Linked DNA regions of Sus scrofa: region 2 is linked to region 1. Evidence: chromatin contacts called from public Hi-C data. All regions are on one chromosome and are shown on one strand. Each heading gives the region's core, a stretch centred on a gene start, on an enhancer-like site or on the middle of the called end of the contact. The rest is flanking DNA. Distances are from core to core; before and after follow the strand shown. Region 1 overlaps SPIDR (DNA repair-scaffolding protein). Region 2 overlaps SPIDR (DNA repair-scaffolding protein).

Evidence for each region. A called contact is a pair of places that touch in the nucleus more often than the background predicts.
Region 2: a contact with region 1 is called in a Hi-C map of liver, with 5 times the contacts expected there. The contact joins two enhancer-like sites. A contact is called at or near these places in 3 of 47 Hi-C or Micro-C datasets (all in liver) and 1 of 2 datasets of contacts at active chromatin or transcription factors (alveolar macrophages).

The regions. Positions count from the first base shown.
Region 1 is chr4:80,042,264-80,046,601 of Sscrofa11.1, reverse strand. All of the region lies in intron 8 of SPIDR (DNA repair-scaffolding protein), which reads left to right. Among named protein-coding and RNA genes, the nearest start is that of SPIDR, 150 kb to the left of the region's middle. Within about 2 kb of position 2,546, at least 19 of the 83 cell types and tissues checked have an H3K27ac peak or open chromatin away from gene starts, as enhancers often do. A contact at or near this core is called in liver, where this site is marked.
Region 2 is chr4:80,110,689-80,115,026 of Sscrofa11.1, reverse strand. All of the region lies in intron 5 of SPIDR (DNA repair-scaffolding protein), which reads left to right. Among named protein-coding and RNA genes, the nearest start is that of SPIDR, 78 kb to the left of the region's middle. Within about 2 kb of position 2,171, at least 18 of the 83 cell types and tissues checked have an H3K27ac peak or open chromatin away from gene starts, as enhancers often do. A contact at or near this core is called in liver, where this site is marked.

The DNA of each region.
Region 1 (4,338 bases), core at 1,297-3,796:
CAAAAAGCAAATATTATTTGATTCCATTTATGAGTTACTTAAAATAGGCGGATTCATAGAGACAGTAGACTAGAGATTACCAAGGGGTGAGGGAATTAGAGAGTACCTTTAATAGGTATAGAGCTTCTCTTTGGGATAGCAATAAAGTTTTTGAAATAGACAGTTATAATGGTTATACATTATGCATATATTTAATGCCACTGAATTGTCTGCTTTAAAAAAATGTTTAAATGGGAGTTCCAGCTGTGGCGTGGTTGGTTAAGAATCCAACTGTAGCAGCTTGGGTCACTGCTGAGGTGCAGGTTCGATCCCTAGCCCAGCACAGTGGGTCGAAGGATCCAGCATTGTCACAGCTGCAGTGTAGGTCACAACAGTGGCTCAGATTTAGTCCCTGGCCCAGGAACTTCCATATGCTGTGGGTGTGGCCATAAAATTTTTAAAAAATGGTTAAATGGTAAAATTTGTGTTACATGTCTTTTGCCATCATAAAAACAAATGCAGAGAGTTCTCATTGTGGCGCAGTGGAAACAAATCCAGCTAGCATCCATGAAGACCCGGGACTGATTCCTGGTTTCACTCAGTGGGTCAGGGATGTGGTGTTGATGTGAGCTGTGGTGTGGGTCACAGATGCAGCTCGGATCTGGCATTGCTGTGGCTGTGGTATAGGCTGGCAGCCTTAGCTTCACTTTGACCCCTAGACTGGGAATTTCCATATGCCATGGGTGCAGCCCTAAAAAGCAAAACAAAACAAACAAAATGCAGAAGAGAGCAATTAAGAGAGCTACTCATTCTCGAGTGTTTGTTCCACTTCACAAATGAGTTACCAGACCAAAATTCATACTTTTGTAGTACACACTCTGGAAGTATGAAGGCATTATTTTCTGTAGATGTGTAGAAACAATTTAAATGGAATCTTTAGTAAAACTTAGTTTGCTATTAAAATTAAGAATAAGTAAATTTTATAGGTCAAATAATCCCTATGTTACAAGGTCCAAATCTATGAGTTCACAGCCTTCCAAAATTCCAGTGCTGTCCCAACTAATCAGTTCATTATTAAACTTCTAAATAGTACAAGAGTGATAATTGCTAATATTTACGTTAGTGTTCATAATATGCCAGGTACAGTGCTCCGTTCCTGAATCTCAGTTAACCTCACAATAGCCCTTCAGGGCTCTTGCTCTTTGTTTTCCTCATTTTCTATACCAAGAAGCCTAAGCATGAAGACTCCTCTGCAGTAACAAGAGTGCTCAGGAAGGCAACTAGCAAGACTGTATTCTGCAAAAAGGTGTGCATAATAATTACGAACAAGTACTGAATAGGGCCTATCCCTCTCACCCTACTGTCTCTCTCCGAGAAGAGACTGGGATAATGGATTGTCACTTTGCAGTGTCCAGTTGTGAGGCTCAAGAAGCTTTGATGGATGGAGTTCCATTGTGGCTCAGTGGTTAAGGATCCAAGATTGTCACTGCTGTGGCTCTGGTTACAGCTGTAGCATAGGTTCAGTCTCTGGCCCTGGAACTTCTGCATGCCATTGGCATAGCCAAAAAAAATAAGCCTTGATGGAGAGAGATCCTGACTTACACCTTAGCGCTGTGCTGTGACCAGTGACAGAGTGGCAGCCAAGGCGGGGAGAGTGTTGCTGGGTTGAGGGTCTGGTGGGACCAAAGAGAAATGTTGATTCCTTAGACTTGAGGGAACTTGGTGGAAAGTGTATTAGGCTTACACTTGTCCAGTGTTTAAGGTCCAGCACGACATTTCCAGTCTTTTTTTTTTTTTTTTTTTTTTTTTTTTTCTTGAGCCTCCTTATGTTCGTTTCTAGCCTGGCAGGTAATACTTGGCTGTGCTTTTCATATGACTGAAGATAAGTGATAATAAATAAAAAGGTCCATTATGAACCTGTTTTCATATGTATTTCTCTGTGCTATAAAAACATAATTGTATGGTTCAGAGGCTTCGTCTTCACACAGTGATTGATTAGGAAAATCATGTAAAACTCAGGTAAGAATTCTGTAGAGAACTGGGAAGTAACTGTACTGAGTAGTATAGGTATCATCCAAGGATTGAGTACAACACTGCTCTCTGAGATGACACACATGGGGTAAACTAGGTGAAGTCCTAGAGATGAGATGCGCTATGGACTTGTTTCTAAAGGAGTATGTTTTCACCCTTTCAGCGAGGTCAGAGGATACTGCATCTTTACTGTCTAGAGCAAAGTTGCTTTATTTCAGGGAAGCTAGACATCAGTAATTTTGATCCAGCCGCACAGGCAGCTACTTGCAGAAACACAAGCCCGTTTTGATCTCACTTAGAAGCCTTGTTAAGAACATTACAGTTAAAGCAATAAACTTATGGTTAAATATTAAACGTTATTGAATGAATGGAATGTTTCATATCAAATGCAACCTTCCAGTTGGCCCATGCATACTCTTTATCACAAAAGTAAAGAATGGAAAAGCAAACAAAAAAGTTCCACTGTTTAAAAATGTTCTGCTTTCTGGCCCTGGTCTTCTAAGGATAGGTTGTTAGCACAACCCTTGAGTTCCTGGCATAAAGCTCTGGCCTGTGAGCTCCTACACAGAGGAAATGTGGTAGGTGTCAGTTGCCTTGCCCTCTTAGTGCATCTTCCTTTAAGAACACTACATTCAGCACATGAATTATTTCCAATATGCAGTAATCGTACCCATTAAATTAAGTAATACCTGTGAACACAAATGATAGTTCATAATTTAGTATGAATTTATTCTTGCTTAAAAGGTGTTGGAAACAATTATGTTTTCTGTCTTCTGTCTTCAAATCATAGAAGCACAACATTCTATACCCATACATGTCCCAGCTAGAATAAAGAAATTTTTCTAACTTATTTTTTCTTCTATTATTTTTGGCATAATGGTAATCTATGAGATAAAGGCAGATGTCAGAATAAAGGTGGCCTTTGGCTGGTCCTGTTCTCCAGATGATAATGACTGTTGTGGTCACCAAGGGTCCGTACTTTTTCCCCTGTTTAAAGGCACTGTTATTTCTTACTAGAGGGGCTTTTCATACCCCCCTGGTCCACATGACAAAACTTGCACCCCTCCTCCCCCTTCTCTTTGTACGTTCCTTGCCATTTTCTTCCCAGCTCAAGGCATACGTGGTTGCTCTCTCTTGCGTGCTACATTGTGCCTTCCACATGCCTCTGTTAGAACACACTTAAGTCTCTCCTCCTATGCTGTGAGTTTCTTGGGGGCAGGGCTGGTATTGGTGGTAGAAGTGGAAATTGGCTCTTTGAGACAAGTACAACCATATGGTCTCCATGCTTTCTGAGAATATCTTGAAATTAGACAACTAGTTCATTTTTGAGGAAGTGGGAATATGTGTATTTATAGCTATGAAAGCACACAGTTTATAGGTCCTCCTAGCTCAGCTTAGATAAAACCTTACAGGGCAGGTGGTGTTCACTTAACAGTAATGCTCTCCTGCTAACTCAGTGCGAAGCAGTCAGGGACAGTACTTCCATGCAGGCATCATCCCTGGGCCTCCAAGTGTTCTCAAGTGCAACATTCCCTCTCAGCCTGGCATGATGACACTGTGGAGAGTCTCTTTGCCAATCTTTGCTGGCTAAAGAAAAATGACCAGGAGAAAAAAAATCAAACTAGCCTGATTAATGACTGCTCAGTAGAGGTTCTGTTTTCTGTTTGACCCAAATCCTAAGCATATGTATGGAGTAGGGTTTTTTTTTTTTTCTTTTTGTTTTTTGTGGGGGTTTTTGGTAATATAGGACCTCTCTTAATGCTGTTTGGAACATTCATGGATATTTTGAGAAAATTTTAAAGTAATTTTTTGAAAATGAATGTCAATTATTACCTTACTCAAAAATTTTTCTCAGTAAAAATGCCATCCCTGCCTGTTTTAGGAATGTAATCTTGAAAGAATAATCCAAAGAGTAAAATAGTAAAAATACCTAAAGGATTTTTCTAACCCCAATCACGAATCACACTCTTGGTGGTGGTTCTGAACACTGGATCACTTTCTTTTTTTTTTCTTTTCTTTTCTTTTTTTTAAATTTTATTTAAGTATAGTTGATTTACAATATCGTGTTAATTTCTGCTGTGCAGCAAAGTGACTCAGTTATATATACACATATGTTCTTTTTTTTTATTATTTTCCATCATGGTCTATCCTAGGATATTGTATGTAGTTCTCTGTGCTGTACAGTAAGACTTTGTTGTTTATCCATCCTATATATAATATTTTTTTATTACCCGATGAATTTATTACATTTATAGTTGTACAATGATCATCACAATCCAATTTTATAGGATTTCCATCCCACAACCCCAGCGCATCCCCTCACCCCCC
Region 2 (4,338 bases), core at 922-3,421, 69 kb before region 1:
ATGCCAAATCCTGGCCGCATCTGCAGCCTATACCACAGCTCACAGCAATGCTGGATCCTTAACCCACTGAGCAAGGCCAGGGATCGAACTCGCAACCTCATGGTTCCTAGTCGGATTTATTTCTGCTGCACCATGATGGGAACTCCTACCTGGCTTTTTTCCTTTGAAGTCTTCTCCCTTCTCCAAGCTCCTCCCTCCATTTCTTTCATTCCAACCCCACACCCCAACCCCATCCTCATTGTGTAGGATTTTATTTTAGTTTTGGTTAGGTTAGTTTTTTTTTTTTTAATTGAAATATAGTTGCTGTACAATATTATATATCTTACAGGTGTATGATATAGTGATTCACAATTTTTAAATGCTATACTCCATTTATAATTATTATAAAATATTGTCTACAGTCCCCATGTTGTACAGTATATCCTTGTAGCTTATTTTGTACCTAATAGTTTGTATAGGATTTTAATTCTTTTGCCTTGAATAAAAGCAAAGCCTGGCTTATAACGAGCAACAACCTATGTCTTGCCTCTGGGTTTATTTGCATAAATGAACACATTAATTTTTTGAGTATGCTGGCATTTTTGCTTCTCTGTTAATTTTGAGGCTTCTCTTTTGAGTGTAGGTTTGAGTTGGATGCCCCTTAGCCTCCAGCAAACCAGAGTACATATGCCTGCCCTTGTCTGGGTCTGCTAGACAACAGTGTTGACAAAGACGGGCTGTGTCTTTTAATATATTTTAAACAGAGAGAATGGTCTGTAGGTTGTGTCACAGGCTGCATCCATATTCCAGTTGTATGCTGTATTCCTTGGAGGGAGGGTGCTTTTCTTTGTTAGAGTTATTTGCCAGGCCATGTGATCCTGGTTCTGGTGGGTCTCTGCTTCTGCTGCAGTGCCTTTGTGGCCTTGGGCCCGTAGGCTCTTATGATCAGCTGCTGCTGGGTGAACTTTGACCCAGCAGGTTCCTTCTTGAGTGTTGCAGTTTCTCTCTTTGTCACCTTTTCTCTTATGAGCCTTTGCCCTGCTGTTTCTCATTTCCTCGTTGGGCTCCTCAGAGCAGACATTTTGGACACTAAGATGAGGTGGAGTGGTGCTTTCGTGAACCCATGTTGGTAGAATTTGAGTTGTGTAGTTCTCATCAGGCTGGAATTTAAGGTTGGAAATATTTGGTTTGAGGAAGGCAAGCCAAGTGGTTTACAGAGGTGTAACCATGGGTGTAGCTTGTTAAACCTGTTTACCTCAGAAAAGATGTGGTGTTTTTTTTTTTTTTCTGAATGTGTGAGAAAAATCTGTAGCTTTTGTTTTCCCTCTCAGTAGCTGGCAATGATTTTCATGTATAAAGTTTCTGTCACAAAAAGCATACAAAGTAAACAGTGAAAGTATATCTCCTATCTGTAGTTTAAGGCTCTGTTGTCTAGAATTATGTTGCTTTTATTTATTTTTAATCCCAATAGAACATAAAATTGTTAGTAGCTTGGAGTCTTCCATTCTAGGTGGTGTTGCTATCTTTTTTCACACTAGTTCTTTTTCACTCAAGTTTCACGCTAGTTCTTGATAAATAGCCAGAGAACAGCCCACGTTAATTAAGGAGTTTGTGTCTGTCTGTGTGTTATGATTCTACTAGAATTTAAAAACCACATGGATAAGGATTTTGGTGTCCCCTCCACCACTATATCCATTGTACCCAGAATGAATTTTGATACATAGCAGGCATTAAACTAATTTGTTAAGTGAATGAATTCCATTTTAGAATTGGAAGTGAAAATTAAAGCATTTGCTAACTAAATTTGTAGGCTTATCAGCCACCAGTACTCTTTCATTCCCTGTAATTTTTAAGCGCTGTCTTGGTTTTGGTAATTTTACCATCACAGTTGCTGTGGCATATTTTCTTGAGCATTTTTGCTGTTGCTCCTACCTTTTATCCTCCTTAAAAATATTTAGTGGTTGTTACTGGATTTAAAAGCTTCTAATCAGATAAGAGCTTATAATTTTCTTATTATTTCCTTAAGATTCCCAACTGTTCTCATTTTAGTGTGACTTGAAGAAAAAGAGGCTGAACCTGGATAAACATGGTGAATTTAGCATAGTCCAGCTCTTGTTGATCTTGTAAGATCCTCACAGGGCAGGTCTGGGCTAGCCAGTAATTGGGTGGAAAGCCCTGGAGAGCAGAAACCAGTGCTGCAGGACTTCGCCCTGCCAGGTAGGGTGCAGCCAGCACCTGCCCCCACAGCAGGGCTGGTAGGTACACAAGGTACTTCACTGGGGGAAACGCCTTCTAACCTGGGCTGAGACCAGGGCTTGAGGCTTTTGTTTTTGCATGAAATAAAGTGAGCTTTTTCTGTCCCATAATTGGTTTTCTCAAGGAATGATTTTAGTTTAGTCTTTCTTTTGTTTTACCACTTGAGTAGGTATTTAGCTACAAAGGTATCATTTAAAAATAAAGAGGTTAATTCTGGGCTTTCTATCCTGTTCCACTGATCAACTAATCTATGACAAAGGAGGCAAGAATATACAATGAGAAAGGACAGCTACTTCAATAAGTGGTGCTGGGAAAACTGGAAAGCCACATGGAAAAGAATGAAATTAGAACACTCCCTAACACCATACACAAAAATAAACTCCAAATGGACTAAAGACCTAGATGTAAGACCAGACACTATCAAACTCTTAAAGGAAAACATAGGCCAAACACTCTCTGACATAAACGACAGCAGCATCTTCTCAGATCCACCTCTTAGAGTACTGACAGTAAAAACAAAAATAAACAAATGGGACCTAATCAAACTTAAAAGTTTCTGCACAGCAAAGGAAACCCTAAACAACACGAAAAGGCAACCCACAGAATGGGAGAAAATCATTGCAAGTGAATCGACTGACAAGGGATTCATCTCCAAAATTTATAAACACCTTCTGCAGCTCCATACCAAAAAAACAAACAACCCCATCAAAAAATGCACAGAAGATCTAAACAGACAGTTCTCCAAAGAAGACATACAGATGGCCAAGAAACACATGAAAAGATGTTCAGCGTCACTCATCATTAGAGAAATGCAAATCAAAACCGCTATCAGGTACCACCTTACACCAGCCAGAATGGCCCTCATCAAAAAGTCTACAAACACTAAGTGCTGAAGAGGGTGTGGAGAAAAAGGAACCCTAGTACACTGTTGGTGGGATTGTAAACTGGTGCAACCACTGTGGAAAGCAGTATGGAGATTCCTCAGAAAACTAAAAATAGAACTACCATTTGATCCAGCAATCCCACTCCTGGGCATCTATCCAGAGAAAACCACAACTCAAAAAGACACATGTACTCCACTGTTCATTGCAGCACTATTTACAATAGCCAAAACATGGAAACAACCTAAATGTCCATCAACAGAAGAGTAGATCAAGAAGATGTGGTACATATACACAATGGGGTATTACTCAGCCATTAAAATGAACGAAATACTGGCATTTTTATCAACATGGATGGGCCTAGAAACTGTCATGCTAAGTGAAATCAGCCATACAATGAGACACCAACATCAAATGCTTTCATTGACATGAGGAATCTGAAAAAAGGACAGACTGAACTTCTTTGCAGAACAGATGCTGACTCACAGACATTGAAAAACTGTCATGCTAAGTGAAACAGTCTCTGGAGGAGACAGTTTGGGGGATGGGGAGATGTGCTTGGGCCATGGGATGGAAATCCTGTGAAATCAGATTGTTATGATCATTATACAACTACAGACGTGATAAATTCATTTGAGTAATAAAAAAATAAAATAAAAATAAAGAGGTTATCATTTATTACTGATGGTCCATTGTTGCTCTTAGTGTGACCTTTCTATAAATTTTAGAATTAAAAGCTTTAATTTCTGAATGTTTAAGAGCAGTGTTTCATTTGGCTGATTGGTTACATTTGCTTTAATGTGAGGATCTGCTTAATCTTGCAGTTTAATTTCTCCCTTTGTTAGTGGACACAGTTTTTATCCAGGAAACCCTACACTTCTGGACTTTCATACGCAGATTTAGATTAAGATTTGATTTATAGGAATTAGGACACTTGAGTTCATGGGTAGCTCTTTACTTACAAGAATCTTTCCTGAACAACTCATGAAGAAATTTGTAGATAGGATTTTAGGAAGTAGCTTTAGAGTATCAGATGAATTGCATAGAATATTATGCTAATTAAAGTTTTTAATTAAAATTTATGATAGTTGTTTAAAATCTGTTTTTTAAAAAAGATAGTATATAATATTGTTGAATATCCACCTATTTAGTAAATTGCAGGGTTTTTTAAATTCTGGGTTTTTTTTAATCAACTCTCATAAGTATGAATGTGTTTCCACAC